Linked DNA regions of Mus musculus: all the other regions are linked to region 1. Evidence: chromatin contacts called from public promoter capture Hi-C data. All regions are on one chromosome and are shown on one strand. Each heading gives the region's core, a stretch centred on a gene start, on an enhancer-like site or on the middle of the called end of the contact. The rest is flanking DNA. Distances are from core to core; before and after follow the strand shown.

What was found. Promoter capture Hi-C pulls out the DNA fragments that hold promoters and counts their contacts.
Region 2: a contact with region 1 is called in a promoter capture Hi-C map of liver, with 2.6 times the contacts expected there. The contact joins the enhancer-like site here to the promoter of Slc17a1 in region 1. A contact is called at or near these places in 6 of 39 promoter capture datasets (cranial neural crest, embryonic stem cells, liver and 1 more) and 1 of 115 datasets of contacts at active chromatin or transcription factors (embryonic stem cells).
Region 3: a promoter capture Hi-C map of liver shows a contact between it and region 1, with 3 times the contacts expected there. The contact joins the enhancer-like site here to the promoter of Slc17a1 in region 1. A contact is called at or near these places in 19 of 39 promoter capture datasets (the 3T3-L1 cell line, 3T3-L1-derived adipocytes, the C10 cell line and 11 more) and 1 of 115 datasets of contacts at active chromatin or transcription factors (embryonic stem cells).
Region 4: a contact with region 1 is called in a promoter capture Hi-C map of liver, with 3 times the contacts expected there. The contact joins the promoter of H4c6 here to the promoter of Slc17a1 in region 1. A contact is called at or near these places in 2 of 39 promoter capture datasets (the HPC-7 cell line and liver) and 1 of 115 datasets of contacts at active chromatin or transcription factors (microglia).

What each region holds. Positions count from the first base shown.
Region 1 is chr13:23,866,540-23,874,539 of GRCm38.p6, reverse strand. Slc17a1 (solute carrier family 17 (sodium phosphate), member 1) reads right to left here and starts at 4,267. Exons shown (of 13, transcript NM_001170638.1): 1 at 4,189-4,267; 2 at 1,913-1,981. The coding sequence starts at 1,940.
Region 2 is chr13:24,361,703-24,369,702 of GRCm38.p6, reverse strand. The region is part of intron 1 of Cmah (cytidine monophospho-N-acetylneuraminic acid hydroxylase); the gene reads right to left. All of the region lies in intron 2 of Gm11342 (predicted gene 11342), which reads left to right. Among named protein-coding and RNA genes, the nearest start is that of Gm11342, 10 kb to the left of the region's middle. Within about 2 kb of position 4,247, at least 3 of the 459 cell types and tissues checked have an H3K27ac peak or open chromatin away from gene starts, as enhancers often do. A contact at or near this core is called in liver, where this site is marked.
Region 3 is chr13:24,335,406-24,343,405 of GRCm38.p6, reverse strand. The region is part of intron 1 of Cmah (cytidine monophospho-N-acetylneuraminic acid hydroxylase); the gene reads right to left. Gm11342 (predicted gene 11342) reads left to right here. Exons shown (of 4, transcript NR_167750.1): 3 at 6,024-6,154; 4 at 6,455-6,707. Among named protein-coding and RNA genes, the nearest start is that of Cmah, 12 kb to the right of the region's middle. Within about 2 kb of position 3,260, at least 7 of the 459 cell types and tissues checked have an H3K27ac peak or open chromatin away from gene starts, as enhancers often do. A contact at or near this core is called in liver, where this site is marked.
Region 4 is chr13:23,547,855-23,555,854 of GRCm38.p6, reverse strand. It overlaps H4c6 (H4 clustered histone 6), which reads left to right and starts at 4,187. Exons shown (of 1, transcript NM_175655.3): 1 at 4,187-4,569. The coding sequence starts at 4,212. The coding sequence ends at 4,523. It overlaps H1f3 (H1.3 linker histone, cluster member), which reads right to left and starts at 823. Exons shown (of 1, transcript NM_145713.4): 1 at 48-823. The coding sequence starts at 765. The coding sequence ends at 100.

The DNA of each region.
Region 1 (8,000 bases), core at 3,018-5,517:
CAGGTATTTGCAACCCTAGATATACTAGATAGTAAGTTAAAATTTTGTTGCAGAACATCCTTCTAGAAATTATCATTTAATGGGAAAATGCGATATTGATTTAATAATTTATTACTTTAAGAAATTGTTCCAATTAGAATGTCCCAGAAAGTTAATTCAGTTCCAAATGTTTGGGTGTGGGTCTATTTTGAATGGATCCTTGATGAATACCTTGGGTTCCCTTTGGAAGTAAGTCCCTTTCTCTCAAAGAAAATACTTTCATCTTCAAACTGATATAACTACTCTGGTTGACAGTTGCACACTGAGAAATTTTTTTCCTCAAGATAGTAAACTTACTGAGAAATTGTCAAGCTATAATAAAGAACATGGCATTGGTATAAAACTAAACACATTCATCAGTGGGAAAAAGCAGAGAGTTCAGAAATACATGTGCATCTACAATTAAATAGTGCATGCATGTGTGTGTGTTGCATGTTTGCATACCTGTTCATGTTGGGGGAAGATGGTTGCACATGTGTGGAGTCCAGAAGTCAATGTTGAGTGCCTCTATTGTTCTGCATTTTATCCACCTTAGTTTTTGAGAAAGTGCCTCTCTTGGAACCTGGAACTCTCTGGTTAGACTAGACTGTCTGGCCAACAAGCCCCAGGAATCTTCCTGGATCTATCTCTCCAGTACCAGGATCAAAGGACATATCATCACACCTAGCTTTTCATATGGATGGGTGCTGGGAGTCTCAACACAGGCGATGGCTCTAGTGCTGCAAATGATTTCTTGACTGATCCATCTCCCCAGCTTCTAAACATTTTTGGGTAAATGAACAATATAATTCAATGAAGGGAAAGAATATCTGCTTTGAATAATTCTCCCAAGAAAAATTAACATATGCTCACAAAAAGACTTGTAGAAAAATGTTTGCATCAGTTTTATTTAAAATAGCAGAATGTTTAGAAAGAATAAACATACGGTGTTGTGGTAACATAAAGCATATTGCTCAGAATAAAAAAAGAAGGAGGCACTCACTAAAAGTCCCAGCTGCCTGGATTCATCTCAGCCAAACATGCTAGGCTAAAACCTAGTCATGAAAGGCTGTCTTCTATATAAATCGATTGTTATGAAATTTGTTAGTCAAAAATAATCTTCATGGCTCCTCCTATCTTCAAGACCAGCAGGGTTAATCTTTACCATGCCACGCCTGCCTCACGTCTGTCTAACTGCTCCATCTGTGACCTCTAAACACAGACGTAAAGGCTCATGTGATTCAATCACATTCACCTTGTTAATTTCCCCATTTAACTGGGAAACCCTTTGCATGTACCAGGGTTGGGATCTTAGGGGCAGTATGAGAATTCTGCTACCATGGTCCGCCCATTTGTGCCCATCACACATGCAAGGCACAGTCAACTCATCCTGAGCATCCCAAACCCCTTATTATTATAACATTATCTTAAACCTCATCAAAAGCTCCTCACTTCAATTTTCACAATCTCACTATCTAAATCACCATCTAAACCCTATAGGAGCAATCCGGTTGGAACACAGTATCTATTTGTGGACTTGCCAAAGGAAGAAAATGTAAGACCCTACGACTGCCACTATTAAATAATGGGACAGGCATGGGACAAAACTACAAAGATTAAAATTCTAATAGAGAAAAAGTGACATGAACCCACAATGGTTTGGAGTTCAGCTGAACAAATATTGGGTTTTAAACTATGAATTTTAAATACAAATATTTAAACACTGATAGTTGCATCATAGTTATGGAATGTCAGAAAAACCTTAAGCATCATGTGAAAACTTTAGTGTCTTTCCTGAAATTTTCTGCTTATGTTTCTGTAGAACACATCTCCCTCATGCCATCAGTGGTATTGTGTTGAAGAAGTGGACTCCTGGATAGTGGGATAGCGTTACCTTTCTTGGGGAGGCACTGGTTCTCCATTTGAGATTTATCTTCTTGTTGCTGGGCTTGGTCTCCATCCACTGTGGGTGTAAAACACACTGGTCAACACAATTCAGGAAGCAACTGAACTAGGACCCAGGACCCCTCTCTGACTGAAAACTGGGATCAAAGGAGGACTTACCAGATAGATGCAGTGACATTTCACCTCCACTGAGGGCCTTAGTTAACATTGCATTTTCACGATATTTTTGTTGTTGCTCATTTAAAATATATAGAAAACCTGATAACTATAGAAAACAAGCAGCCCTGACAACCCAAGGATTTTTTTTTTGTTTAATCTAATGAAAAATACTTTATTAAAGAAATAAAAATTGAGGACATTGACTGCCAGTAGGCTTACCCAGCAAGACAAATTGACAGTAAGCTATCAGGCAGAGAGAGGCTGCGGTGGTTAGAAATTTACATGTACATAGCAGCCAAATATTGGGAAAGGAGTAAATATGAGTAAAACTCATTTTCTGTACCTTAAGAGAGGTGAAATATGACTGTCTTCTTATTAGTGCCACCCTCTCTGGAGACAGACCATTCTCCACAGCCCCATGTGAACCTGTCTGTAGTCTCAGTTTCTGGAAAGAGACTCACTGCAGCCAAGCCTGCATCTGCTGGGGGAGGCTGGTGATGAAGATAACTTAGAATTCAATTCCCTCATAAGCCATGAGCATAGACTTTGGGATCTGACTTTACAGTTCACATGACCCTCACATGTCCCCCAGACACCTATGATTTGTGTATTTGAAACATTCTAGAATGAATAGAGCATCAACCACGAGCTCTACTCTAATCAAGCTCTAATCAAGCATTTACACCTTGGAGCCTCTTTTGAGCTCCTGTTTACACAACTAACTCACAACACAGGGATAATACACATACACAGAGAGAGAGAAAGTACTAAACACATACTATATACAGAACACAATACACAGATACTAGACAGAGCAAGAAAGAGAAGTACTACACACATACTATATATAGAACAGAATACCTGGACACTATACACACACATACACACACACACACACACACACACACACACACACACACACACACACACACACACAGACACACACAGACACACACACAGAAAGAGAGATAAATACTACACACATACTATATAGAGAACACAATACACAGATACTACACACACACATCTACACATATACACTACACACAGAAACACTATACACATATTATGCATACAACCACAGTACCAAAATGCTTTACATAGATATTATACACAGAGAAACATTAGCATTACATACACATAAAAATACACCTATGCTAGACATACACACAAGCACTACACACGTACTACATACATAGAGAAACACTATACAATCCTATACATACAATGCAGAACACAAATCTACACACTGAGAAACATTATGCACACATAAACAATATACATATACAAATGGAAAGAAATTATATACACACAAACACTATACACAGAGAGAAAAATAACACATATGATATTTGTACAATACATGAATACTACACATACGCACAGAAACACTAAATACATACTGCATACAGACAGAAAACCACATATATACTATACATGCAATACAGTGTACATATATGCTATCCAAACAAATACAATATGTACTTTATCACACACATAACTTTACTACACACAAATTATATGCACAAGAACACATTACATACATATCACACATAAATACTATGCATAAACTCAGTATATGCATACTATACACACAAATATATGACACACATGCCACACATGCACATGCTACATATACATATACAACACACACAAATACTACAACACCACCTATCTCATGCAACAGAAACATCTCCACACACAAAGCAAACCTACATCTACCTCTATAATCTACATGTGCACAAAGTGCACAGACCACACATGGTACCCACTTGCAGCCCAGCATACCACACAGGCCATACACACTACCCTTCTCCTCTGCCAGTGTTCCCCACAGCAGTCACAGACAACTCATCACACAGCCCACCCCGTTTCTTTCTTTATGTCCTTGCAAGTAACCCACACTTCACACTCATTCCTTAAAAATGTTCTTTTTCCCTTTCCCTGAGAGAAGCCTCAAAAGATAAACAAATTCTTCTATTTTTTTTTTTTTTTTGCTCACATTGATAATTACCTTGGGAAATTCTCTACCAGGGAAGGACCCCAAAAGCCCTCTGGAGAATTAGACTTTCATTTCATTTGGCACACAATAAGAGTCACACCGACCTGATTAAGACAGAACGGCCCTTCCTTCTTCCAGGAAGACTTTTAGCTCGACTTTAGTGTGGAATTTTTCCTACTTGCTGGTAAACTCTATACCAAATTCTTTGACCTCATCATGCCAAGGGTAATGCTTAATGTTTAACTTTACACTTGCCCCAGCCTTGCATCTTCTGAGGAGAAGCTGGAGTCTTGGGATCTCCTGGACTAGAACCTTCTGGGAACCAAATGGCCATTCCAAGATCCTGTAAACTGATCCCATACCCTCCAGCTGAGGCAGGATGGAGAATGCCTTTCAGAAGTGTTCCTAGGATGTCTCAGTTGAGGAGGCCTTTGGAATTCCATGGATTGTCACTGAAACACTAGGCTTTAGGCATGTCCTATTGACTTTATTATCTTTCCCCTCCTCCATTCCATCCCTTCCTTCCTTTTCTTCCTCCTGCCTTCTCTATCCCTCTACCCTCGCCTCCCTCTCTTCTTCCCTCCCTCTCCTCCCTCCCTCCCTCTCTCTCATTGCCTCTCTCCCCCCTTCAACCCTTCTCTTTCCCTTCTTCCTCCTTTGCTCCATCTCCCTTTCCCCTCCTGTACCTTCCAACTCCCCTACTCCTCAGCGATCATACCTCTTTGAACTTTGATGTGTTGAGAAAGCTGCACCTTTTCTTATGGCCTGTCCCTCAAAGCTGTGATATGTTCTGAGGCTTCTGGTTCAGCTTCTGGCTCTTCCAAACCTTTCAGCCCTGAAGAAACTCTTTTGAATTGAATTGTAATCTACTGATCAGTTAGGAACTTCTAAGCCTTGAGCCAGATGATTTCCACTGTTGATGATTCGCTAATATCCTTTAAGCATTTTAATTTTATTATGCCTTTTCAATACATGTCGATAGTTGACAGTTAGCAGATGCTCCAGGGACTTGAAACCCATTTCCCCCCTAAATAAATGTTGAGGTCAGAGGTGGTGAGGGCCTGTGAGGCAACTCTGTACTTGAGGCTGAGACAAGAGGATCACGAGCTTGAGGCCAGTCTGGGCTACACAACATGTGTGAGGTAAGCCTGAGATACTTGATAAGACAGTGTATCAGAGAAGGCAGGGAAGGGAGAGAAGGCAGGGAAGGGGAGGGGTGGGAAAGAAAACTTGAAGATTGAAAACCTTTGCCAAGGAGCTTTGTTCTGTTACTCAGATGGAGTGGTGATTATTAGGTGTGTTGATCATCTGTGTACCCCAGGAAGTCCGCACTATCTGCTCACTTAGCCAGCAATTTCTCGTAACTTCTGGAAAATTTTTTTTTTTTTAATGATTGAAAGCTCCAAGTTAGTAGTTGTTCAATGTCCACCTTGTGAATAAACAACGCTCCCCCGTGGCATCAATGTCCTAAGTTCTAGGGACAAATTACATAAGAAGGGCTCATCTTTCTGTTTGCTGGCTCTATTGTCTATTGCATCATGACGTTCTGAAGTTGCTTCATCTGGATTCCATGTTTTACTGGTTAAATTTTTACTTTACTGGTTTATCATGGAAAGTTTTCAGACATACAAAAGAAATAGAACAGTCTAGTGTAACTACTGACCTAGTACCTACCTTCAACTACTACTAGCATTTGAATTTCCCTTTTCAAGAGTTGTTTCTACAGTATTCTAAACCAATTATTGGACATTATATATTTCTTCTACAAAAAAAAAAAAACTCATCGTGGAAACTTAATTCATCAGAGAAATTTAAAAGTATAATTAATGACAGGTTATTTCTCCACTGCCACCAATTTAAGCCAGAATAGTTATATTAAAGGCAGGTTTATTGGGAAGCTGCTCTCAGCGAGTTCACTGGCCCCAAGGACCAAAGCTGGGAAAATTGCCATGGGGAAAAGAGCGAGTGGCGGGGGAGGAGAGAAAGAACATGCAGACAAAGAGAGAAGAAAGAGAGACCAAAATGTCTGGGTTATATAGGGAAGAGCCTCTGCGGGAACGGCAGCCCATCTCTGGGCTGGAAAGTTCCAGGATGGGGTAGGAACTGAGGGATTCTGGGAGAACCCGGAGGCCAGGTCTGCTTTTGTGTATAAAATACACTTCTCAGTCCCTTGTCCCTGGGTCCGAAACCAAACAGTTAACATGCTACAAACACTAGGAAATAAACAGTAACCCTATACATCTCCTCAACTGCTTCAAAGTTGTCTTCTTTATTCTTGTTTGATTTTTTTTTTTTTTTTTGAGACAGACTCTAAAGTAGCCCAGACTGGCTTGGAAGACACGAGGTAGGCAAGGATAGGTTCGAATTCCCATTCCTCCTGCTTCTACTTACCAAGTGCAGGGATTTCAGATATGCGCCACTGTACCAGGTTAGATGCCGTGTCTGCCATGCTGGGCTTTGCACATGATGTTCAAACGCTCTATTAGCTGAGCCACACCCTCAGCCAGCATGTCATTATTTCTTTTTAAAAATTGTACCTGATGAGTATGTATGTGTGCCTGCGTATATGAGTGGGGCCTCTCAGAGTTCAGACGGTGCTAGATTCCCTGGTGTGGTGGTTGTGAGCTGCTTGGCCTGGGTGCTGGGAATTGAACTTGGGGTCTCGGAAAGAGCAGGAAGCATCCTTAGTCCCTAGACCGTCTCTCCAGCTCCCGAATGTCATTATTTCATTATTTCGGGACTGTCCCTTGAGAAACTTACTATGGTAATGAGATAGAGTTTTGGTTTACCCTTAAGCAAGTCCCTCCCACTACTGTAGTCTGTAATTTAGGCTCTCCGCCAACCTGCCTTCAGCGACTGGATAACAGCTTACATCATCCTATGCTGCTACCAGGTATGGCCTGTAAATAGGACCAGGCCACTGCAGATCTCTCTCTCTCTCTCTCTCTCTCTCATCCTCTCTCTCATTCTCTCTTATCCTCTCTCTCATTCTCTCTATCTTGTTCGTTCTCTTCTGGTCTCTCTGGCTGCTTGTCTCTAGCTCTCATGTCTTTACTCCGAGCTGGTTTTTCTTTCTCCTTCCTCCAATAAACCTCTTGCACTAGTTGCCTGGTGTAATCTCTTTAGCAGCACACCTTGGCAAGGGCCCAACAAAGGTGCTTCCCCACTCCCACCCCACAAACGTTATCCTAACATTACTACGATGTGTGTGTGTGTGTGTGTGTGTGTGTGTGTCTTTCTCTCTCCTGGTGTCTAGCCACACCGAACCCTACTAGTCCTCTCCACCTTCAACAACAAAAAGTGGATACTTTCTGGTCCACCAATCTTTGGATCCAATCCATCACTGGCAGTTGGTAAGTTGTTCAATGTTTCTCTGAGTCTTTGGTGGAGGCGCCTGCCTCAGACCAATTTCCTTGGTGAGGCTTCATTTTTTTTCTGAGTACGGTTTTCCCCCTCTGGCTCTTAGACCCTGGCCCTTGCACAGTGAAGGTGACGACTCGCTGGGCAGCTTGTGCCTTCTCTGTTCAGCCTTCCCCAAGTCCTTGGGATGCCTTAGAACTTCGGGTTTGGAACCTCTCTGTAGTTCACCTGTGGGAACTGTGTCATTCATCTCCTCACTCTCTTCGGGATGTCTTTCTTTGGAGAACCTCGGACCACCCTTTTCCAGTCGAATCTGACCTCAATACCCAGCCACCTGAGCAATTGGGAAATGGGAAAAAAAAATTCCCCCTTTCCTTATTTCCTTTTTCCTCATTCCTAGCCCTTTTTGGGTCTGGTCTCCCTCCCTACCCTGCATAAACTGCTATGTCTGTAAGTTTGTTGCAAAGTGCAACTTGAAGCTGGTCAGGAGTGGAAAAACCGAAGGAGCAGACCAAACACAGTCCACTCAGCACACTTGTCTCTCCCTTACCCCCAC
Region 2 (8,000 bases), core at 2,998-5,497, 500 kb before region 1:
TTCTAGGGTATAGTTTCCCTCCTTGTGTTAGAGTTTACCATTTATTATCCTTTGTAGGGCTGGATTTGTGGAGAAATATCATGTAAATTTGGTTTTGTCATGGAATATCTTGGTTTCTCCATCTATGGTAACTGAGAGTTTTGCTGGGTATAGTAACCTGAGCTGGCATTTGTGTTCTCTTGGGGTATGTATGACATCTTCCCAGGATCTTCTGGCTTTCATAGTCTCTGGTGAAAAGTCTGGTGTAATTCTAATAGGTCTGCCTTTATATGTTACTTGACCTTTTTCCCTTACTGCTTTTAATATTCTTTGTTTTGTGCATTTCGTGTTTTGACAGTTATGTGATGGGAGGAATTTCTTTTCTGGTCCAATCTATTTGGAGTTTTGAAAGCTTCTTCTATGTTTATTGGCATCTCTTTTGTTAGGTTAGGGAAGCTTTCTTCTATAATTTTGTTGAAGATGTTAACTGGCCCTTTAAGTTGGGAATATCCAATCTCTTCTATACCCATTATTCTTGCATTTGGTCTTCTTATTGTGTCCTGAATTTCGTGGATGTTTTGGGTTAGGAGCTTTTTGCATTTTCTTTGACTGTTGTGCCAATGTTTTCTATGGTATTTCCTGCCCCTGAGATTCTCTCTTCTATCTCTTATATTCTGTTGGTGGTGCTTGCATCTATGACTACTGATCTCTTTCCTAGGTTTTCTATCTCCAGGGTTGTCTCCCTTTCTTTATTGCTTCTATTTCCATTTTTTATATCCTGGATGGTTTTATTCAATTCCTTCACCTGTTTGGTTGTGTTTTCCTGTAATTCTTTAAGGGGTATTTGTGTTTCCTCTCTAAGGGCTTCTACCTATTTACCTGTGTTCTCCTGTATTTCTTTAAGGGAGTTATTTATGTCCTTCTTAATGTCCTATATCATCATCATGAGATGTGATTTTAAGTCGGAGACTTGTTTTTCTGATGTGTTGCGGTATCCAGGCTTGCTGTGGTAGGAGAAGTGGGTTCTGATGATGCCTAGTAGCCTTGGTTTCTGTTGCTTATTTTCTTGCATTTGCCTCTCACCATCTGGTTATTTGTGGTGTTAACTGGTCTTGCTGTCTCTGACTGTGGCTTGCCCCTCCTTCAAGCCTGTGTGTCAGTACTCCTGGGAGACCAGTTCTCTCTGGGGGGAATTTGGGTACGGAAAGCTGTGACATAGGGTCAAGTCTGGGGAACAGACAAAAACTGGAAGAATCCTGTCCCTGGCTGCTCCTCTGTTTCTGTGTCCTGAGGACTCTGGGGAGGTCCCTCTTGGGCCAGGAATTTAAGCAGAAGTGGTGGTCTCACCTGTCCTCTTAGGAGCTGTGCACTCCTTGGAGACCAGCTCTCTACCAGTGGGATTTAGTTACTAAATGCTGTGGCACAGGGTCAGCTCCAGGTACAGATCAGAACCTCTCCTCTTTAAGCCCCAGTCTCCATATCTGTAACAGGAAAATAGTGCCACCTACGTAGGTTGTTGAGGTTGAAGTTATGACATGGAGCATCCACTACCATATTTATCTGGCACTCAGTATGGATAATCAGCAGCAGACTCACAATTCTTAGATACTTGCTTTGGATTTCTTCAAAGTCTTTCCTGCTATTTTTTATTTTTGATTAAAATACTACATCATCTCTCCACCCCTCTCTTTCTCCCAACTGACCCCTTTCATACCCTCTCTCTTCTACTCCTTCTCAGATTCATGGTCTCTTTTTCTTTACTTATTATTGCTACATACATATAAGTGTACAAATATATAAACACAACTTGCTGGGTCTATTTAGCGTTGCTTGTGTGAACATGATTTCAGGGCTAACCACTTGTTATTGTATAGTTAGTTAGGTGGTTCATCTCTGGAGGAGATTAATTCTTCCTCTCTCGGTAGTTTTTAAATTGTTTGTAGTTGTATAGGGCAGAGACCCTGTGAGGTTTCTACCTTCATATTAGTATATATATTAGTGTTGTCATTGTTTGGCAGCCATTTTGTTGAGGTGTCAAAGCTGTAGCATCTAAGTGACAGAAGCTCGCAGCATACATTTCTAGCTTTTAAAATCTTTCCACCCTCTCTTGTAAGATGTTCCCTAAGCCTTGAATGGAGGAGTTCTGTTATCCATATTCATACTTCTGTCTCTCCATATGATAATAGCTCAAGCACAGTATTGCTGGGCTCCTAGTTGACATATAATCAATACGTAGAAAGAACAATTGTTGTGGCCACAATCACCCTTCTATCACTAGGCTGGTTACATATTAGTTGCATCCTAAATGCTTCCTATGTTATAAAAAGGAGCCTATACCATTGCATGGCCTCTCACATTGGCTAAATTGAGGGAGGAATGACTTTCTGGCCAGAACAACCTATATTAAGCCATGGATTGAAAAAAGCAATGAGGGTTCTGTGATGGTGAGTCTTCACTGTCTACTCGAATGGGTCTAGAATCATCTAGGAGACGGAGGCATAATTCTGTTTGTCTGTGAAAGAGTTTGAGACAGGATTTACTGAAGAGGAAAGAGTCACCCTGAACAAGGGTGGCACCATCTGCACAAGCTTTGGACTTGTGTGGTATATTAGTTAGCGTTCGCTATGGGAGCAGGATTTATAGAATGAAAATATGTATTATGGAAATATAAAAATATAAATTGTGATGGTTTGTATATGCTTGGCCCGGGAAGTGTCAGTATTAAGAGATCTGGCCTTGTTGGAGTAGGTGTGTCATATGTTACTGTGGGTATGGGCTTAAAACCCTCACTTTAGCTGTTTGGAAGTCTGTATTCTGCTAGCAGCCTTCAGATGAAGACATAGAACTCTCAGCTCTTCCTGCACCATGCCTGCCTAGATGCTGCCATGCTCCTACCTTGATGATAATGGAGTGAACCTCTGAACCTGTAAGCCAGCTCCAATTAAATGTTGTCCTTTATAAGATTTGCCTTGGTCACAGTGTCTGTCCACAGCAGTAAAGCCCTAACTAAGACATAAATATATATGTATTTACATATAGGGGGTATGATACATATTATATAGAGAGTTTATTAGAATGATTTACAGGCTGTAATCCAGCTGGTTCAATGATGGCTGACTACCTATAAAAGGTCCAAGAATCTAGTAGTTGTTCACTCCACAGGCTGGATGTCTCACTTGTCTTCATTATATGCTAGAGTCCTGAAGAAGTAGTCTCTAATACCAGTAAGGAATGGACTTGCTAGGGAGATCAAGAACAAACATGTAAGAAGAGTAAACTTCCTTCTTCCATGTTCTTTATATAGGCTGCCAACAGAAGTCATGGCCCTGATTAGAGGTGGGTGCGCCCCCCCCCCCATCTTAAAAGATCTGGATAAAGGACATGTCTTCCCAGTGGTATGTAATAGTGCACTCCTGTAATCCCAGCACTCAGAAGGCAGATGGATCTCTGAGTTCAAGGCTGGCCTAGTCTACAAAGCAAGTTCTAGTACCTACATAGTGAAACCCTATCTCAAAAACAAACAAAAAGAAGTGGATCTTCCCACTTCAAAAGCAAAACATTCCTCACAAGTATGCCTATGCGTTTTGGGGGGTTAGTTAATTCCAGGTGTAATCAAGTTAACAACCAAGAATAGCCATCCCAGGTGGAAAAGGAGAAGAAAAGGAAACGTGAGCAATGAATGAATGAATAAAAAAGGAAAGGACATATCTGCTCCTAGGTATAGTGGAGGAGAAGGTTTATTGTAGGTAAAAGGGAGCGCATAGGCAGAGGGAGAGTCCAGAGTGAACATGGCCCTACAGAGCGGGGCCATGTAAGGAGAGACAGGGAGGGAGAACAAGAGAGGAGCTGCCGACCAAGAGCATGGCCTGGGCCAAGACACCGGCCAAGAGATGAGGAGGGTAAAGGGTAGATAGAAAGTGCCAGGAAACAAAAATAGTTGGATTATATAGAAAAGTTCATCTGGGGACAGGGCAGCCCTGCCCCTGGGCTGAAGAAGTTTAGAGCAGAGTGCAGGGTATGCCAGGCAGAAGGATCCCGTAGCATGTAGGGACTGAGGAAGGCTGGGAGAACCTGGTGCCAGGTCTACTTTGATAAGTTAAATAGGCAGCTCAGCCACTTATTAGGTTAGAGACCTAATGAGCACAAGCATTCATCTTGTTGTAGGGATGACACCTCCACAAGGTGAATAAGCACCTCGATAGCACTGAGAATGGAAGTGAGACGTCACCAGTGAACAAAAGCAAGGACAGTTAGCAGGTTGTTAAATAACATTTTGTTATTTCTTCCAGGGCATTCTGTTCCAGGTAGCAAGTGGAGTTGTGCTTGGCGAATAGGCAGTACAGGTGATGTAATAAGTCCATCAATAAATCAGTATCTAATAATCAGGGTTTGTGTATTTCAGTCTACTTCGATCTGTTTTTTTTGTTTCCTCGCCCAGCCCCAGCTTTGATCTGCATCTACCTTCATGACAATACATTATTTCTTCAAGTTGTGAGCGCCAATAAGCCCTTCTTTCCTTGGCCAGCTTCTTGTCAGGTATTTGGACATAACAGAAGAAAAGTAGCAAAGACCAGGCCTTTATAGTAAAGACTGACTATAAACTGGGTCGCCTGTTCTCTACTCTAGCTTCCAGGAAGAAAACTGAGTGAAAGTTCTGTCTTCTAAAACCAGGGGGTTTTTTTGTTTGTTTTTTGTTTAATTTTCCTATAATTTTGTAAATTGTCTTCCTTTTTTTTTTTAAATCTTTTTGTTATCTTTTGCTTTTTCTTGGGGCCCAGAGTGTGAAAGCTTAAATGTGAGGGTCTAAGAAGGTATTTTAAGGTGTATAGATATAAAAAAAAATTAGAACTTGTTCAAATTTCTTCCCTTTCTATGCTACTGGTATTCTAAGACTTCAAAAGTTCATAGTTTTAACATTAATCAGTGGAGTTCTGATAAGCTATTAATCTAGTCCTGGGAAAATACTACTAATATTATCACAGTCACAAGCTCGAGATTTTAAATATACTTTGGTTGTCTCCTAAATATAGACTTTTAAAAAATTCTCATTGTGCAAAAAATAAAATAAAAAATCTCTCTATATCCAATCTATATGCCAGGCCTTTAAAAAGAGTGTTAATGCTTTTAATCTAAAATCATGTTTGCATCCCTAAGCTTTTACTTGGACTCAAAGACATGAGTCTACTGCTTTTTATACAGTGCAGATTTCAGTACAGATTGTAAACAGTAGTAATGCTAATATATCTTAAACTTTTGTCTCTTTTCATAAATTTGAAAAATTATTGTATGCTTCAGGGAGTGAGCAGGTCCTCTGACAGGTCAAAGGGGCTCCAGAGAAGTACCCCTGTCAACCAATAGCCTATTTCCCCACCTCCCTATTCCTGAATGTAGGATCTTTCCCCTGGTCTTGGGACTACCCTCCCCCAACTATCGGCTTTCAAGTGTACACCCAAGATAAAATTTTCCCCTACACGGCTTCACTTTACCTTCTGTCTCTGGTCTATCTGTCCCAGCAGATGTCAAATCAACTGCAGACTGCTCCAGCAAGTTTCCAGCTCCCAGTGTCCCCTCAAAATCTGCATCCCAGACACCTTCAAAGTGACTAGTCTCACCCATCCCACCTCACACACTACTCCAACCTGACAACATCTTTCTAGCCCCAGTTGGTCCTCCACAGCCTGGACTGTGGGTGAAACAACCTGCTCTTCCCAGAATGGGCCAGCATTCCAGCTTCCTTGGAGCCCAAAAAATGATTCCCAGTGTCAGCAGGAAGTAGTCCTAGAAGATTATATGTTGCCCCTTATCATTTATTTATTATCAACAAAAAGGCTGGGATGTTAGGTTTCAAACCTGGGACAAATAGTGGTGTGCCTATTTAACACATCAAAGTGGACCTGGCAGCCAGGTTCTCCCAGGATCCTCAATTTTTACCCTACAGGGTCCTCCTGGTTTGCCTACCCTGAACTCTGCAGCCTAGGAAGCTGCATGTATATAATAAGAGCTACCCTTCCCTATTATAATCCAGCCACTTTTGTTACCCCTCTTCTTTTGGGCCTCTCTGGCTGCTTCACCTGCCCCCCCACCCATGACTCAGGGTCACATTCACTCTGGACTCTCTCAGATATGTCTGCCTCCGACTATGTCTTCTTTTTTATCTATAGCAAACTTTCTTTTCCATCATCCCTAAAGGCAATCATGTCCTTTCCTCCTTTTCTTTTTTTTCATTTTTCATTAACTATCCAACATTGATTACTATTTCACTGTGACCCATTTGACTGAGCAGTGACGTAGAACTTCAGGGTGAACTGTTTGATTGCACAGATGACTTAGAGGCTGTGAGAATTGTTAACCATTGCTGTATTACATGTCAGATGTGACACTCTTTTGTTTCAGTGACTCTCGGTTCAAGGCTGCTTTATTTTCACGTTTTTCAATATGTTTATTTGCTTTAAGGGATTGAGTTTTTGTGATCTTCATAGCTTTTTGAACACATAAGTAAAAAATACTCCCCTAAAGTTTCATATACTATAAAAGATAACATAAATACTATTACATAACAAACTAACATAAACATAGATAACTATAAAAATAAATAAAAAATAACAAATACATACAGTTGCACACACACATACTAATAAATATAAAATAAATCTTTTCTTAAAAGATCAGGATCCACTGCAGTGACTTGAGGTACCAGGGAGGATTGGTACCCAGGGGGAACCTCTCCCTTCTCAGAGGAGAAGGGGAGGGAGGGATGGAGGAAGAGCCAAGTGATAGGGACTGGTAGGGGATGCTGCAATTGGGATGTGCAGTGAATAAATAAGCAAATTAATGGGAAAAAAGATCAGGATCCAAATGGGCTCATCACACTGCATTTGGTTGACAGATCTCACAATTGTTTTTACTAACAGCCTCCCTTCTTTTTCCCATTTAACTTATTTGTAGATAAAAGCAAATTGTTTGGACATTGGCATTTTCTGCCGCCTGGATTCTGTGGATTTCAGCTGTGTGGTAGGACAAGTCCCTCTTCCTTCTTAGGCCCAATTAAGTTGAAGCTCAATTTTCACATGGTGCACTTTGCTTTTACTTCAAGGATGCCTTGATTTGTAGTCCCTCTTTTCCTGTTCACCACTGTAATTCATTATGTCACCGAGGACTTGCAAAATGGTAAAATTCTAACTTTTAAAATATATTGACTTGTACCCTCTTGTAGAGAACTGGTGGATACTACTGGGAAAGGCAGTTATACAGTTTATGACTTGAGGCTAGCTACATGATTTTTGTTTTATTGCCTTTTTCAAAACAATGATTTGATTTTCTAGAATTCTCTAATTTCATTTAGTTTCATTATGGTTGAGTCAAACATGTCTACTGCCCTTGAAGGCCCTTCATGTTTTTCTTGGGTTAATTCTCAAGCTATCCCATCTTGCCATCTTGAACCCGTGGGAAACTTTCTGTACTGGCTAGTTTTGTGCCAACTTGACACAGCTGGAGTTATCACAGAAAAGGGAGCTTCAGTTGAGGAAATGCCTCCATGAGCTACAACTGTAAGGCATTTTCTCAATTAGTGATCAAGGGGGAAAGGCTCCTTGTGGGTGGGAGCATCTCTGGGCTGGTAATCTTGGTTTTATAAGAGAGCTGGCTGAGCAAGCCAGGGGAAGCAAGCCAGTAAGGAACATCCCTCCATGGCCTCTGCATCAGCTCCTGCTTCCTGACCTGCTTGAGTTCCAGTCCTGACTTCCTTAGTGATGAACAGCAGTATAGAAATGTAAAACCCTTTCCTCCCCAACTTGCTTCTTGGTCATCATGTTTGTGCAGGAATAGAAACCGTGACTAAGACACTTTCCTTAAAAAAAAAAAAAAGATTTATTTATTTATTTTATGTGTATGAGTACACTATAACTACAAATGGTTGTGAGTCATCATGTGGCTACTGAGAATTGAACTCAGGACCTCTGCTCACTTTGGCTCAAAGATTTATTTATTACTATGTGTAAGTACACTGTTGCTATCTTTAGACA
Region 3 (8,000 bases), core at 2,011-4,510, 470 kb before region 1:
GTCTGGAGCCCAAAACACGGTCTGCCCCAGAAGCTCTGTGGCTTCCACCTGTCCCAGAAGCTGTTAGCCTCTGCAGTCCACACTCTCCCCTGCGCAGAGTAGTCTAGGCAGAATCCCAGAACCAAGATGGCTCCCCGAGATGCTGTGGCAAATCCCTCCTGAGTGGGGCGGACACCTCTCCTCTGGCAGGGAAGGTACCCTGGTGTCTGGAGCCCAAAACACGGTCTGCCCCAGAAGCTCTGTGGCTTCCACCTGTCCCAGAAGCTGTTAGCCTCTGCAGTCCACACTCTCACCTGCGTAGACCAGACTATGTGGAATCCGGGAACCCCCATCTTTTCCATTTTTAATGTGGAAAAAATCCGTTTTAACTTACAACTGGCGTGGTAAATAGTTAATCTCAATTGGAGATTTCTACCTGATTTTTTGATCATTGAGTTTCCAAGTAAAAGATAAAAAGTTTTAAAGCTCTAGAGCTGGACAGATATCTCCCCTCATGCTATTATGTCTACTTCCCTGTCAATAGCCCTGAGATATGACTTGCCCTGTTCTGCCAGGGCTGCCCTAAATCTGACTGGCCAGCTCTTATAGCCATTCCTCAAGATCCCTTTCTCCATGGTGTCTTCTCTCACCACTTCCTCTCTCCTCTCATGGTCTCTGCCTCAGACTCCAAGCCTGTGAACTGAAACTCTACCTACCTCTCTTGTACCCAGCTATAGGCCATAGGCATCTTTATTCAACCAATAGTTTTAAACATCACTTGGTGTATGTGAGGATATCCTTGTCCCTAGGGGCAACCAGACCTTGGAGAGCTAGTATTTAGTGTTACAATACATAGTGATCAACCAAACCTTAACAAATAACTCTCTCCTTCCTTTGGAAACTTTACCTTTTCATTTTTTTAAAAGTAAATATTTCTTCCTATTAAATTTTATACACAGTTTAGAAGTTTGGGGTTTTCAGTCCCTTTGTAGCTTTGGGGGAAGGTTCCTTTTACCCTTCAGTGCAGCTGTAGGCTCCTCAGATCAACAAATATCTATGGCAGTTAACTCCACACCTTTGGCTCAGCCCAGCCCTCAGCCTGACTGTGGTTTGTGGCCTTAGAACCGGCATGTGTTTCTGCGGTCATCTGGGGTCCATGTGCCAACTGGGTTGGGCTGCTGTTTGCCAACCTATGCCAAAACTTTCCTCTCACGAGGCCCCTGCACAGCTGCAGGCTTTTCATGAAGGCATATTTTGTTTTCCCACTGGCTGCATCAATGAAGACTGCAGGACCTAGCAGGTAATATTCAGTCCCTCCACGTACTAGGAAGTGCACTCAGACTCCAATCTGAGTGCAGCCTCTGCTCGATACAACCTACCAGCTATGCTGCAAGGCAGCAGCTTCTCTTAATGGAGCCATGCCTCTGAAATGCTTTGGTTCTCCACTCTTGGCTAGAAAACCATCTTTCACCCAGGACTCTGTCTAAGAACTGAATATGAAATTAAAAGGGTTGGGTTGCATGGCACCATATATGAATGAATTATTTATTCTAGCTAGCCCATATAAAAGAAACAGAAACCTGGTATTTTATTTACAAGCTGTAAGCCTGGACTGGGTAAAATCTATGCTATTCTCACCTATATCCAAGCCCATATGCCCCTTATCACTTGAGTCTCTCCCCGGCTGCTTCTCTCAGCCTGTCTTCAAGGTGCACTTCTCCTGGCACATGCTCATGCTCCATCTGGACTCATGGAGGCCTCCTTCTCCCTCTGTCCTATTCTCCTTGTTCTTCCCCCGGTCTCTCCTGAGACCTCTCACTCAATCCTCAAGTCCTGCATTTTTCTCTCTCTACTGCCCAATCACAGGCTCTAGCTTTTTATCAGCTTTAAATTGGGGAGAAAGGTTTGTCTCACATCCACAACAAAGGCTGGTGTATGTGAGAATGCACTTGTCTGGACAGCAACCAGATCTTGTGTTCAGACTCCATCTTAGACAATCTGACTTAAAGTTGAACTCTCTAGCACCAGTTTCCAGGTCACTCCCCAACAAGCCTGGACCTCCAGGTTACAAGCTGCCCCTGTCACTTCACTTCCTAAGAACCCCCAATCAGGAGGAAAGCAGAAATTAAGTTTATAGTTTGACTCCCAGCACCAGCCAATTATTTTAAAGGGCAACAAAATTCCATAATAGCCCCCAGTCAGCTGTGTGAGTAGTAGAAACTTTAAGGGTTCTTTGGCAAGTCAGTTGTGTTGGATGGTGTTTTGCTGGGGCAAACAAGTGATGGAGTGTTTTCCTGAAGTGAACACAGGTGAAAGACTGAGGCACACTCACGACGGAACATTTCACTGAAGCTGACCCAGGAGAAAGGGTATTCTGCTAAAGCAAGAACATGAAAGAGCACATGATAAAAGATTCTTTGCTAACAACACATATGTATTAGTTTGCCTTACATTGCATAGTTGAGCTGCATTTGTCAAGACTCCACAAACTCATGCTGATTAGATACACGTGCTGAGGTAAGACCTGCAGAGGGCACATGATGCCTGGAGGGTATAAATAGGACTCGATGGACAGTGAAGAAGACAGAGCTTGGTTTGCTTATAGAGCTCGCTGTTCAATGCTTGTGGGTCTTGTATCTTTGCTGATCTTAACTTCCCCAAGAAAGGCACAGCAGAGAACTTCTGGTGTCCCTCATGGTCCCTCCTGCTGACTTGAGCTGAGGCTGAGGCCTGGCTGTCTCTGCTAAGTAGTACCACTGTTGCTGATTCATGTTTGCTATCACGACTCAAATGAAACTGTGCTGCTGGCATATCTGTGAAATGTTTTCGAGTGGATCGAGCTGCCGTTGCTAACCTGGAAGCTGCTGATAGGAGTTGCCCTAAGGAACCTTTCTAAACAGGTCCATACTCCCAACCCCCATCCTTTCTTTCCCACTACCTCTGGTGGGTGGTGGGCTAAAGGGGATGTTAAAGTGTTTAAGAACCATTATTAAAAATAAGGTTTGAAAAACTTAAAGTTACATGTGTGCCAGGCTAGAAACCCCCTCAATTGCTTGCCATTTCCTATAAAACCTTGTCCTGGTGAGAGCTTGAGGCTTCACCCTCCATTTCTGCTGTGTCAGAGACAGCTGTGTGGCTCAAGCTTGAGACCCTACTGGGATTGCATCAGAATTGACTCCTTGGTGGCCTTTTAGGATTCACAAGTCAGGCACAACACTGAAATAGGTATCTAGTCTTCCATTTGTGACTCCCTTTCATTGAGTATTTGGTTTGTTTCCAGGAGAGTTCCCAGTGCTATTGGCAGTCCTGTTAGAACCATAAACACTGACCAGATAACAAGGGCAACAATCCAAGGGAGAGCAAAGCTAAAGTTCCCACAGAAAATAAAGTCAGGATGCTGATTGATTCATATTAAATTCTAGCTTAATTGCTTAAAAATGGTTTTATATGGCTGGAGAGAGCACTTAGTAGTTAACTGTGTATTCTGCTCTTGCAGAAGACTGGGTGGAGTTCAGTTCCCAGCATTCAGGTTGGGAGCTTACTGTCACCTGTCATTCTGGATCCAGGGGAGCCCAATAATGAGCCTCCTTGGGCATATGCGTATACCCCACACAGATATACGTATATGCATAAGTAAAAATAAAATAAGCCTTTAAAAATACCCTTTACAAAAGCACTTTTTATGGATACTAATGAGAGATGGCCCAGTGGTTAAGATGCTATTATGTCATGAGGACCAGAATTTAGATTCCAGCACCCACATCTGGCAGCTCACAAATGCCTATACCTCTAGCTCCAAGGGATTTGATGCTCCAAAGGTATCTGAACATACAAGTATACATATACTCCCCCATATACGTAAATAACAACAACAACAAAATAATGTACTACACACAGAGAACGGAGAAACCACCATCGCAAACAGCTCTAAGTCTCCATTGAATTTTATCATATTTTAACATCTTTGTTTCAGACACAGGAATTTTTTTCTATTGCCTTTTATCTCCCTCCCTGACCCCTTTCTCTTTCCTTTGGTTTCTCAGTGTAGCCTTGGCTTTCCTAGGACTCACTCTGCAGACCAGGCTGGACTTGAACTCACAGAGATCTGCCTCTGCCTCCTGAGTGCTGGGATTAAAGGCATGCACCACCATGGCCCAGCTCTAATGCTTTTTCTAAAGAGTTTGCAGATACAGTGTGGACTTCATATATTTTTCAGTCTGGAAAGGTTGTTGCAATCTTATCAATTACTTTACATTGTGATATCCCTTTGATTTTCTATATAAATAATCATATTTATGCAAATCAGACAGTATTTTCTCTCTTACAGCTGTCTGACAATAATGCTTATTTGCAGTTTTAGGAATTGAGACTATGACCTTGCTCTTGATAAACAAGTTCTCTGCCACTAAGGTGCAACCCCTGTCCTGGTGTACACTCTATGCTGGGAGCTCTTCAGCACTTCTGACTTCTTTACCCAATCTCATTCAGGTGCCATCTGATGGTGCATCTGTGCCCTGAGGATTGGCTCAGCAACATCACACAAACAACACAAAAGGAGGAGAGGTTAACACTCCATGAACATTGACAGATGGGAACTCAGGAAGTGGAAAAAGGCTTCACCCTTCCTTTTCTCGCAAATGGTTCTGGCAGGCAGGTTCAAGGCTTCTGAGAGAAGACATTTTCTCTCCCCCTTTGGGGCCCCACTGTTGATTGCTGGCATGCTTGCCTTGTTTCTGACGTGTTTCAGTAGGAACACGTCTACTCTTGGATGGAGAACAGTATTAGGAAACTCACAGCCAGTGTGTATCTGGATTCTAAGTAATTCATCTTTGTTGTCAGCTTGACTGACCTTAGAATACCCTGGGAGACTTACTTCTGGGAACATTTGTGAGAGCTTGTCCAAAGATTACAGAGACAAGAAGACCCGCCCTGCATGTGAATGACTCCACCCCATGAGCTAAAATTGAAGAGGAGGAAGGAAACTAAGCAGAAGTCCACCCAACTCTCTGCTTCCTGATCTGCCCAGATGTGGGCACACAGTTGTATCAAGCTCTACATGGCACCCTCACCAAAGACAATTCTGCCATTTTGCCTTTCCTGCTACTATAAACCTCAAACCTGGAACCAAAATAAACCCTTGTGCTGTTGAGTTGTTAATCACAGAGGCGAAAAAATAACTAATACACTTCCCAAAAGACAGCCACTGCTGATGAACAAGGGGCCATTCTCTACATCAGCCTTTCCCCCTTAAATACAAAGGGGTACTAGTGGCTGAGGTGGCTAGCGTGACTCCCCTCTTTAAAGAATGATCAGATGACCCATATGTCAAGAACAGAGGTCAGCTGAGTCCTTAGTACAGAACCATTGCCACCTAGTGGCAGCCCAGATTATAATGGGACTCTTGTACCACAGAAAGGGGAGTGTTTCTTCCTCATCAAAATTAATTCTAGTCCAAATTTGGATCTGCTCTCAGAGTTGGGACGTATCACACAACACCACTATCCTGTGTTGCTTCCTCACCATTGTCAACTCAATGGATCTACAGTCATCTAGGAAACAAACTGAGGTGTGTGTGTGTGTGTGTGTGTGTGTGTGTGTAAGCATTCTCAGAGAGGTTTAACTGCAAGGAAAGATTTACGTTGAACTTGGGTTGTACTCTCATGGGCTGAGATTCTGGAGAGAGTAAAAGTGATTTGAGTACCACCATCCCCCTCCCCCCACTCTTTTTCTCTCTTGCTACCATGCCTTCACCATCATGATGGACTATACCCTCAAAGGATGAACGAACCCCAATAAGCCCTTCCTTAAGTTTCCTCTGTCAGATATTTTGTCACGGTGACACCATGGTAATACAATCTTCGTGGTAGTCCATGGATTTTTGCTTCACAGCACATCCTTGTGGAGTGCACTGGTTTTTATCAGCACTGTTTTGAGGCAGGGTTCACTTTGATGCAGGGCTCACATAGTTTAGGTTGGCCTCCAACTTGCTATGTAGCCAAGAATCACTTTGAACTCTCAATTCTCCTTCTTCTCCCAACTGCTAGGACCACAGGTGTGTGCCACGACAGCTTCTCCCAACTGCTAGGACTGCAGGTGTGTGCCACGACAGCTTCTCCCAACTGCTAGGACCACAGGTGTGTGCCACGACAGCTTCTCCCAACTACTAGGACTACAGGTGTGTGCCAAGACAGCTTCTCCCAACTGCTAGGACCACAGGTGTGTGCCACGACACCTGCTCAATCTCACTGGATTGACCCATGTCCTAGAAAACAAGGGGATCCCAGGTAACAGGCTAGGAATGGGCTAACCAAAACTCAAGTTTTAAATGTACCAGTTAGGGTATAATAGTCTAGAAGAATATGCTCTCACAGACAGCCACTAGTAAACGTATATGACAGGCAATGTATGATGTCATTCCTCCTGCCAGTCTGGCTTTCTAGAGGAGGATAATTCTGCTCATTCTCTTATCTAACAGTTGCAGGATTCTTCATCTCCTTCCATGATGCTGAGTTCTGCTGGTTGGAGGCCAGGAGTGCCAACAACAACTATTGGGTTTCCTCCTACTACTGAAGTGAAGGGCACAGAAAGACAATGACAAGTCGCCGGGATGACAGATTCAGATTACTAAAGGGAAATCAGGTTGCTAGTACATAGTAGTGCTTAGAAAGTCTATGCTGAAACTCAAAGACAACTTGTGCTATTAAAGAATTCATGTGTTCACCTATAAAGAAGTCCAGAAATACACAATGGAGACAAAATAAACAGCATCTTCAACAAATGGTGCTAGTTAACCTGGGCAGCCGCATCTAGAAGATCCAAATAGATCCATACCTGTCACCTCACACAAAACTCAACTCCAAATGGATCAAAGGCTTCAACATAAAATCAAATACACTGAACCTGATAGAAGAGAAAGTGGGAAATAGCCCTGAACTCTTTGGCACAGAAAAAGACTTTCTGAACAGAACACTATTAACATGGTCACTAAGATCCACAATTAATTAATTGGACCTTGTGAAACTGAAAAGATTCTGCATGTCAAAGGACAGCATTATTCAGACAAAGTGGCAGCCTACAAAATGGAAAATGTTTTACCAACTACACATTTAATAGAGGGCTACTATTCAAAATATAGGGAAAAAAATCTAAAAAAAAAAATCCTAGGTATCAAGGAAACAAATACCTCAGTTAAAAAGTGGTACACAGAAGTGGGAGAGAGGACAGCATAGATCATATAATGAATTCCTTATATGTGAAGTTTTCCACAAAACAAAAAAGAGACAGTCAAACAACCTTGCCTATCAATGCAGCATTACATTACATTTTGTTTAAATTTAAAAAGTTTATGTATGTTTATGATACAGACGAGAAAACCCTGAGAATATGTCTTCTCACTTCTAATTGATTAGAATCTCTGAAAATGTAACCAGCATAATGTTCAATTGTAGACACTAAAAGACAAGTAAAATGTGAGAAATGCAATATTGATTAATAAAGAAAAAGAAAGAAAAAAGTGGTATACAGATCTAAACAATAACAACAACAAAAAAATCTCGAAAGAGGAAACTCAAATGATTGAGAAACATTTAAATGTTTAACATCCTTCACCATCAGGGAAATGTAAACCAAAAGTCCTTTAAGCTTTCATTTTACCTCTGTCTGACTGGCTAAGACAAGTGATAGCTCATGCTGGCAAGGATGTAGAACAAGGGTAACTCTCTTCTATTGCTGATGAGAGTGCAGACATGTATAGCCACCATGAAAATCAGTGTGGCAGTTCCTCGGGAAGGTGGGATTGATCTACCTCAAGATACAGCTATACCATTCTTTGACATATACCCAAAGGATGCTTCATCCATTCACAAAGGCACTTGCTCAACTATATTCGTGTCTGCTTTATTTATTCATAATAGCCAAAAATTGAAAACAACCTAAATATCCTCCCTTGACAGTAGTGGATAAAAAAAAGTTATACATTTATATAATTGAATATTAATCAACCATTAAATAAAATAAAATCA
Region 4 (8,000 bases), core at 2,938-5,437, 320 kb after region 1:
TACCATGAGAAAACCAGAAAAAGGCTCAGCTCTTTTGAATGAGGTTGTGGGTGGCTCTGAAAAGAGCCGTTTGAGATTTTCAAAGCAGGACGCACCACTCTACTTCTTGCGAGGGGCAGCCTTCTTTGCCTTGGTGGCCTTCGGCTTAGAAGCTTTAGGCTTGGAAGCCTTAGCCTTGGGAGCCTTGGCCTTGGCTGGACTCTTTGCTGCCTTCTTGGGCTTAGCAGCCTTCACCTTCTTGGGACTCTTGGAAACTTTCTTGGCGCCGGCAGCCGCCGCAGGCTTCTTCGCCTTCTTCGGAGTCTTCTTGGCCGTCTTTTTGGGTGTGGCAGCACCAGTCGCCTTCTTAGGCTTCTTGGCTGCTCCCGCAGGCTTCTTGGCCTTGGCCGCGCCTGCCTTCTTAGCCTTGGGCTTAGCCTCACCGGAAGCCGCCTTCTTGTTGAGTTTGAAGGAGCCGGAGGCGCCGGTGCCCTTGGTCTGCACCAGGGTACCCTTGCTCACCAGGCTCTTCAGCCCGAGCTTGATGCGGCTGTTGTTCTTCTCCACATCGTACCCCGCGGCCGCCAGCGCCTTCTTGAGCGCAGCCAGGGACACGCCGCTGCGCTCCTTGGAGGCGGCCACAGCCTTGGTGATGAGCTCGGACACCGGGGGTCCGGACGCCTTGCGCTTCCCAGCAGCGGCGCCGGTCTTCTTCGCCTTCTTCTTCACAGGTGTCTTCTCCACAGGTGCAGGGGCAGCAGGCGCCGCGGGAGCGGTCTCGGACATGTTCTAAGCTTTACTAGTAAAGCAAAAAGTAAGCACAAACAGTCAGAGAAGGTTGTTCCCAGTGCTGCAGGCTCTGGGTTTATATAGAGAGAAGCTGCGTGGTGATTGGTTCCCTGCGCCGTGCGCCGTGCGCCGCGTTGCCAGAGAAAGGATCTTCAGCTTTGCCTTGTGGCTGTGTTTGTTGCCCCTCAAAAAAGTATAAAAATATAAAAAATATGGGCACGAAATAATTAGGGACTTGGGGGAAACTGATCCGAGAGCCTGTAGGCTACATTCTTGCCTTAATTTGTGCACCTATGTTCAAAATCGGCACCCTGAAACTTCTCTGATTGCCCCAACTCTCTTTCAAACTTGACGAAAATTGGGACAACTTTAAGGTTTTCCTTAAAAATACTACTTCTCTCGCGGTCATTAGCAAACTTTTGTTTCAGGACATGGTTCCTCACATTCTTATCATTTCAGGACTCTATGAAATAACTTGTTTTCACGGAAATACATAGGGAAATTTGAGTTTTTCGAGAAAGCAACAACACAAGCTTCCAGGGCTATCTGCACCAAGCTGTAGGAATTGGCACTAGATGGGAAAGCAGTGCATACCGGGGGAATGATTATTGTAGAAAATATCGATTGGATTTTTTAATGATATTTGAGATACCAGTGTGTAATTCCCCTTCGGTTTTCCTGTTTTAGTGATTTAGCCATTTTCTGGAGACGTGATGAGTCTGTGCCATCCCTATTGTAGATCAAAAGCTGAAAGCACATATTTTTCAGATTTGATAGAGAAATGTACACCAACTATCACATGTACAGAAAAAAGATACCTAGGTCAAGAAGGAACAGAAGTTTAGCAACTGGGAGCTGAAGAACAGTGAGATATAACCTGACTTAGCAACTCACTCCGTGTTTAGAGTACAAAGTTTACAGCTGTGTTATATGCCGTGTTTCAGGACCTGTGTTATGCAGCTGTTTCCCCTTGCCAACACTTATCACAACAGTTTTCTGCATATTTCCAGTTTTAAAATGATTTGAATTTCATTATTAAAAACAAGCAGAATGTGAAAGAAAATCTGTTTTTTAATTTCCATGATAGCTGCTGACCTCATTACATATATTACATATATAATATAGTCTGTCACAAACAAAAGAATTAGCAGGTGGTATCCACCAAAGGACTTAAACATTTCATAGTCAGTTATCATTATGATAACTGCAGCAAGAATAAAGTTTCTGGAAAAGGGATCAACCATGGGACTACAAACTTGAAACCATAAGAAGCTTCACTCATTCCCACTCATGACTGTGGAGGCTAATATCACAAATGTGGTTTTGGTCTTAACTCCAAAATATAATTACATCCTGAAAAACAGCAGATTATTCTCTGTAGTAAGGCTTGTACTATTTTGTAGAGATTAAAAACAGGCGATAAAAATCCCTAAGAGGTGTGAGAACAGTGAAACTTATGGCTTCGTCCTCTTCTCTCAATTTTGTGTTAGATAAGCAAATATACACACATACACACAAATGCACACCATTACTATAGTAACAGGTGAGAGATTACAGCCTCATGAGGTATTCTACAGGGAGACACATTCTTGGGTATTCTAATACCTAGAGACTTTCAAATCTACAGGAAAGGGTGGTTGTATAAAATAAAAATCAACCTGGTTGTGGTGGTCCATGCCTTTAATCCGAGTACCTGGGAGGCAGAAGCAGGTAGATCTCTGAAATTAAGGACTATCTACAGAGCAAGTTCCAGGACAGCTATGGCTACATGAAGAAACCAAGCACTGTTTCAGAAGGAAAATAATAGGGCTAATAAATAGGTAGCAAGAAAAGAAATATATAAAGAGAAGAAGGCAACTTTAGGCTGAAATAATAAGTAACAGGAAAACAATCATAATAGATGGGGAAGAAGACAAATTTAAGACAAATGTGCTCAAAATATCTATAAAAATTAGAGCTATCAATTTTATATCCCTTTCTGTTGACATTACATGAAGATACTGGCAACTTGGAACTCACATCCAAGTACAAAAGAGTATGTATTAAGTTCATTTTCTAAAATGGGAGCCTTTAAATATTTAAAAACCCCCCTCCCACTTCTCTCTCCCCTCTGTAACACCTTTTAACTGTGTGTGGAAGCTAAATAGCATCTTGCATACTTGAGGAGTATTCTAAGTCCTCGATTTTTTAGAAAAGCCCATTCTCCAATGTGCAAATACATCCCCATCTACAGTCTAGATAACTGAAACTGTGCTCAACAAGTTTCAGGGCAAGGTCAATGCAATTGGGATATGGCTGCTTCACTGGGGTACTTACTAGGCAGCAGGAAGGAATATGCTGAGCTGATGTCATGTCACACTTCACAGCCTGAACTTAGTTTCCCTTAAGTGACCTTTGAGTTCCTTGGGTGGGGGAGAGGAATCCACTGTGCTATTTAACCCCACTGTACTCACACTAGTTTTGGCATTCTGGTATGTACAGAGTGAGTGGGGTGAGGACTGGTGATTTTCTGGAAAGAAGCATAGAAAAGTTCTGTGGGGTAATTGGGATAAGCACATCCTGAGTACATGGTAGTTACTTTTGTTTTTTTGTTTTTTTGGGTTTTTTGTTTGTTTGTTTGTTTCTCTACCATTATCATAGAAACGTCTCACACAAGCAATAGCCAAAGCACATCTTCAAGATGGCCTCTCTCTACACAAGGATGGGGCTCAAACCAGTACTACAGAGGCTAAAAAGAAAACGGTGGCTACCGGTCATGAAACACAAAAGTCCTCCCCAGCAACAATAGCGTTTATTAAAAAGATTAGATCTTCAACTCTGAGCAAGTCTCCATCTTTCCAGGCCAGCCTGGTCTACAGAGTGAGTGCCAGGACAGCCAGGGCTACACAGAGAAACCCTGTCTCGAGAAAAAAAAAAAAAAAAAGGGAAGCAGTATATATTCAATCAATACTAGTGCCCTTTGTAGACTTGAAAACAGAGCTATGTGCAAGCCTCTGAGAAATGCAAAGAGCTTCATAAGTGAGATTTAATAATGCTTGCAAAATTTTAGAAGTTACATTTTCGTAAATCTTCCACCTAAAAGATAACCTTACTGTACTATATCCGGTTTTGTAGATAAGTGTATGGATAACAACCTCCTTTTTAAAAATGATGAGTGGCTGGGAGAATTATAAACTATCGGTTGTCAGAACCTACAAGTACGCTCCTGAAGGACACAAACTAGTGACTAAGAACTCCAAGAGAAAAGCGGAAAACTCATATTCCCCTCGCCACAGGGGCTGTGCCTTCCGCCTAGCAATAGGATTCAGCCAGTGAGTTAGAGGGGCGGATACAGAATCACCTTCCCGCCCGCGCCTTTTCAGTCCTCTAAAAGGTCCGCATTCGCCATATATATACCAGCTGTAGAGGGCGCTTAAGGAATTTCAACTCAGTGCTCCATAGCCATGTCTGGTCGTGGTAAGGGAGGAAAAGGCCTGGGCAAAGGCGGCGCTAAGCGCCACCGTAAGGTTCTTCGCGATAACATCCAGGGCATCACCAAGCCCGCCATCCGCCGCCTGGCCCGGCGCGGAGGAGTGAAGCGCATCTCCGGTCTCATCTACGAGGAAACCCGCGGTGTGCTGAAGGTGTTCCTGGAGAACGTGATCCGCGACGCCGTCACCTACACGGAGCACGCCAAGCGCAAGACCGTCACCGCCATGGACGTGGTCTACGCGCTCAAGCGCCAGGGCCGCACCCTCTACGGATTCGGCGGTTAAGCTCACCTGGAGCTTCTTTCTCAAAGGCCCTTTTCAGGGCCACCCACTTTGTCATAAAAAGCTGTTTGCATTTCTCGACTTGTAATTGTTCTGTCCCTAAAGTTCAAAATGGCGGCTGAGACTTTTCAAAAGGTAAATCTAGGCAATGAAAGTGCTTCCCCAGTAGTTTGTAGTAATTATAACACATCAAATCCAGACAAGGTCTACTGCTTTCTCCCAGTGCTTAAGCTGAGTCTTATTCCCTTGAAGGTGCTAAATACAAAGGGCAAAAGATACTTTTGAAGAGATGATGAACAAAATTCTTAGGCCTAAAGAGCTGTTTTAACCTGTGTGCTCTTTCCCCTGTATCCTTGATTACAACCCTAACGTTTCACTTCTGGGCTAAAGCTCAAGGCTGCCAGCTCTTCCTGACAACGTTGCTCCAGAGGGAAAACTCCATTACTAGTTAACAGACTGGTTCATATTTTTTAAGTGGCCTTATTACTTAGCAACTTAGACTTGTTACCCTGCTATGAGCCAGGCTTTCCACATTGAGAAGGATTCGACTACTAAATGGCTTGTTGACTTCCAAATTTACAGCTCCTGCTATACATGAGATCACAACCACTCCCGCAGTCAAAATGATGGGCCCAAAAGCACACTAGTGACCCTATATTCCTAACTTAGCAATATCAAGATTACATGCTTCCTGGCACACATCCTGTTTTTCTCATTCTTCTGTATGCTTTCTGGGTCCTTTTCAAATTATTTTAATGATGAGTTATCTTTTCCCCTGCAGTGTTTTTTAAGCAATTTTAAATAGTTTTCATCTCTTTTGTACAAAAATAAAATTTTCTTAACTGATTATCCTGCATCTAAAAAATAAAACCCAAACTCCTGTGTTTTATCTGACATCTGTCTTGCCTCTATGACCTCATCCATAACCATGAATTATACTCCCAACTAGACTGAACAACACATCTTTTCTTCCAAATGAAATTTCCATCTGTACACGTGTGGTTTGTTCTCATAAGAATGTAATGTCTTTTTCAACCTTCACCTTTCTACCTGAACCAAGTACTGCCAGTGCCAATTATAGAACCTAACACACAGCAATTACTTAGTATGAATAAAATTAAAAGCTATAAAGACAAAATTGACTTTCCTCTAAATATCTGCAACAATTAGATTTGATTAATTATTTGATCAAGAATACCCATATAACAGTTACAAACAAAGCCTTAGCTTTGGAGAAAAGTACCTTTGAAATCTTCTCAGCCTAGTAGATTTTAAACATAATCTGTAAACAATTCACCATCTAAAACTTACTAGAAAGAGCTTGCTTTCAGAAAACCTCAACTTCAGTTCTAAGCAGCAGGCTGACTCTAGACAAATCGCTTGCTTCTCTGTCTGAAGCTTTTCTCTGAGTCCACATTCTAGACATAACATCCACTTTTATGTTTGATACATCAATATTATTATTTATAAATTTTGTACAGTGTAGTGAAACTCAGTTTATTCCCCACAAGCCTAGACAAGGGCACACAGTACAAGAAGAAAATCTGAAAGTATCACTTAGAGTATATACTTAGTTTACTCTGGGTCTGATAAGGCAAACAGGACGGGCAGGCAACTAGTAAGGAGGGAAATGATGGTCCCTGTCATCTATTCTGGGTGTTAGTGTCTGCAGTGTCTGCCACCTATGTTTTTGAACTTGGTAAGCCATTTCACACATTACTATGATGTATCCTGCATAAAATCAATGGTACTGTTTAAGATTTATTTAGTATAATGACAAGCATTAGTTTACAATGGCACCTAACTCAAAAGCAAGTGGCAAAAAGGCTCTCAGGCAAGTCTTGAATTTGTTTGTTGCTTTGCATGTTTCAGGAGGCAGCTGGTGTTTTGTTTTGTTTTGTTTTGTTTTGTTTTGTTTTGTTTTGTTTTTTTCATTTTTCATTTTTTATTTTTTATTTTAATGCATGCAGCCAAAACAGCACATAATTGTTTTGGTTAAAAAGCAAAATACAATAGTTTTTACTGATACAGCATCAAGGTCTCTGCCTGCGTGCTGCAAATCGGTTTTTCTTAGCTACAAAAAGCAATTACACTTTGTCATTACATTGTTACAGCATACTTTATTTTTATTTAGTACACACAACTAACATAACCTAACTGTTTCCCACCATAACATCCAGCTTAGTCCTGTTCTTATTTCTTATTCACATGTTCTCTATACTGTTTATATTAAAGTTTCTTTGTTCATACTGCCACGCCTGCCCTCACATACTGCTACGCCTGCCCTCACATACTGCTCTCCCTCTCTATAGTATTAAACTTTTGACTGTCCCTTGTACATATCTTAATCTGGCATCTCTGTTGACCTTTGCTAAAGTCTGAAATACTCTGTTCATAGATCCACCCACTCCAGCTCACTTCAAATTCAAGACCCAGGGCAATGCCTTGGAGCAGTGAATCATGAAGCTTCTAGCTTCTCCCACCGGGTTTATACTTACCTGCTCAAAGGATCTCTCTCTCTCCCTCCCTCCCTCTCTTTCTCCCTCTCTCTCTCTCTCTCTCTCTCTCTCTCTCTCTCTCTCTCTCTCCCTCCCTCTCTTTCTCTCTCTCTCTCTCCCTCTCTTTCTCTCCCTCTCTCTCTCTCTCTCCCCACCCCACCCCACCCCCGCCAGCCCCCCTCTCACTAATCATTGCTCTAAAGAGTTTCTAACACACAACTGTGTCATCCATTTAAGTTGCCTCAAATTTCTGAATACAAACAATGGATACAATCCAATATATAAATGTATACTCTACCACCTAACAACGACTCTACTGGGGGCAGGGTGGGTGAGTTCTTGCACACGCATTCTCACTCGTACCCTTGTGCAACTTACCAGTCTAAAGCATTTGGAAGTAAATTTCAGACATATATCATGAAATTTTGTCGTTGAATACTTGAACATGAACCCAAGAATAAGGGAATTTTCTGTATAATTTTCACATATGACTGAAAACAAAAGACTTTAATAATAATAATAATAATAATAATAATAATAATAATAAAATGCCCAATTGACATCTCTTTGTTAAAATCTCACTATCCTTAAGAGCCAGAATCCAATTAATTATTTTATCTGGCTACTATATTGGTCAAGTCTGTTTTAAACTTGAACCACATGCCACACAGATACTGTTTGGTTGTTTTGTTTTGTCTTGTTTCCTTTTTTAAAAACAAGGTCTCTCTCAGCTGTCCATTCTGTTGAAGTTCACCTTGAACCGATGATCTTCCTGCTCCTACCTCCCAACTTCTAGAATTATAGACTTACACCATAACCCCAATACACATGGCTGGTGAAGTATGCTGGTTTAGCGCTCTTCCAACTGAACTAGATAGAACCCTAACCCCACTTTCTTATTATGACAAGATTTTTTTTTTTTTAAAGAAAAAAAAACAAGTGTCACATAGAACATTCCACATTCTGGATATTGGTGTCTGTT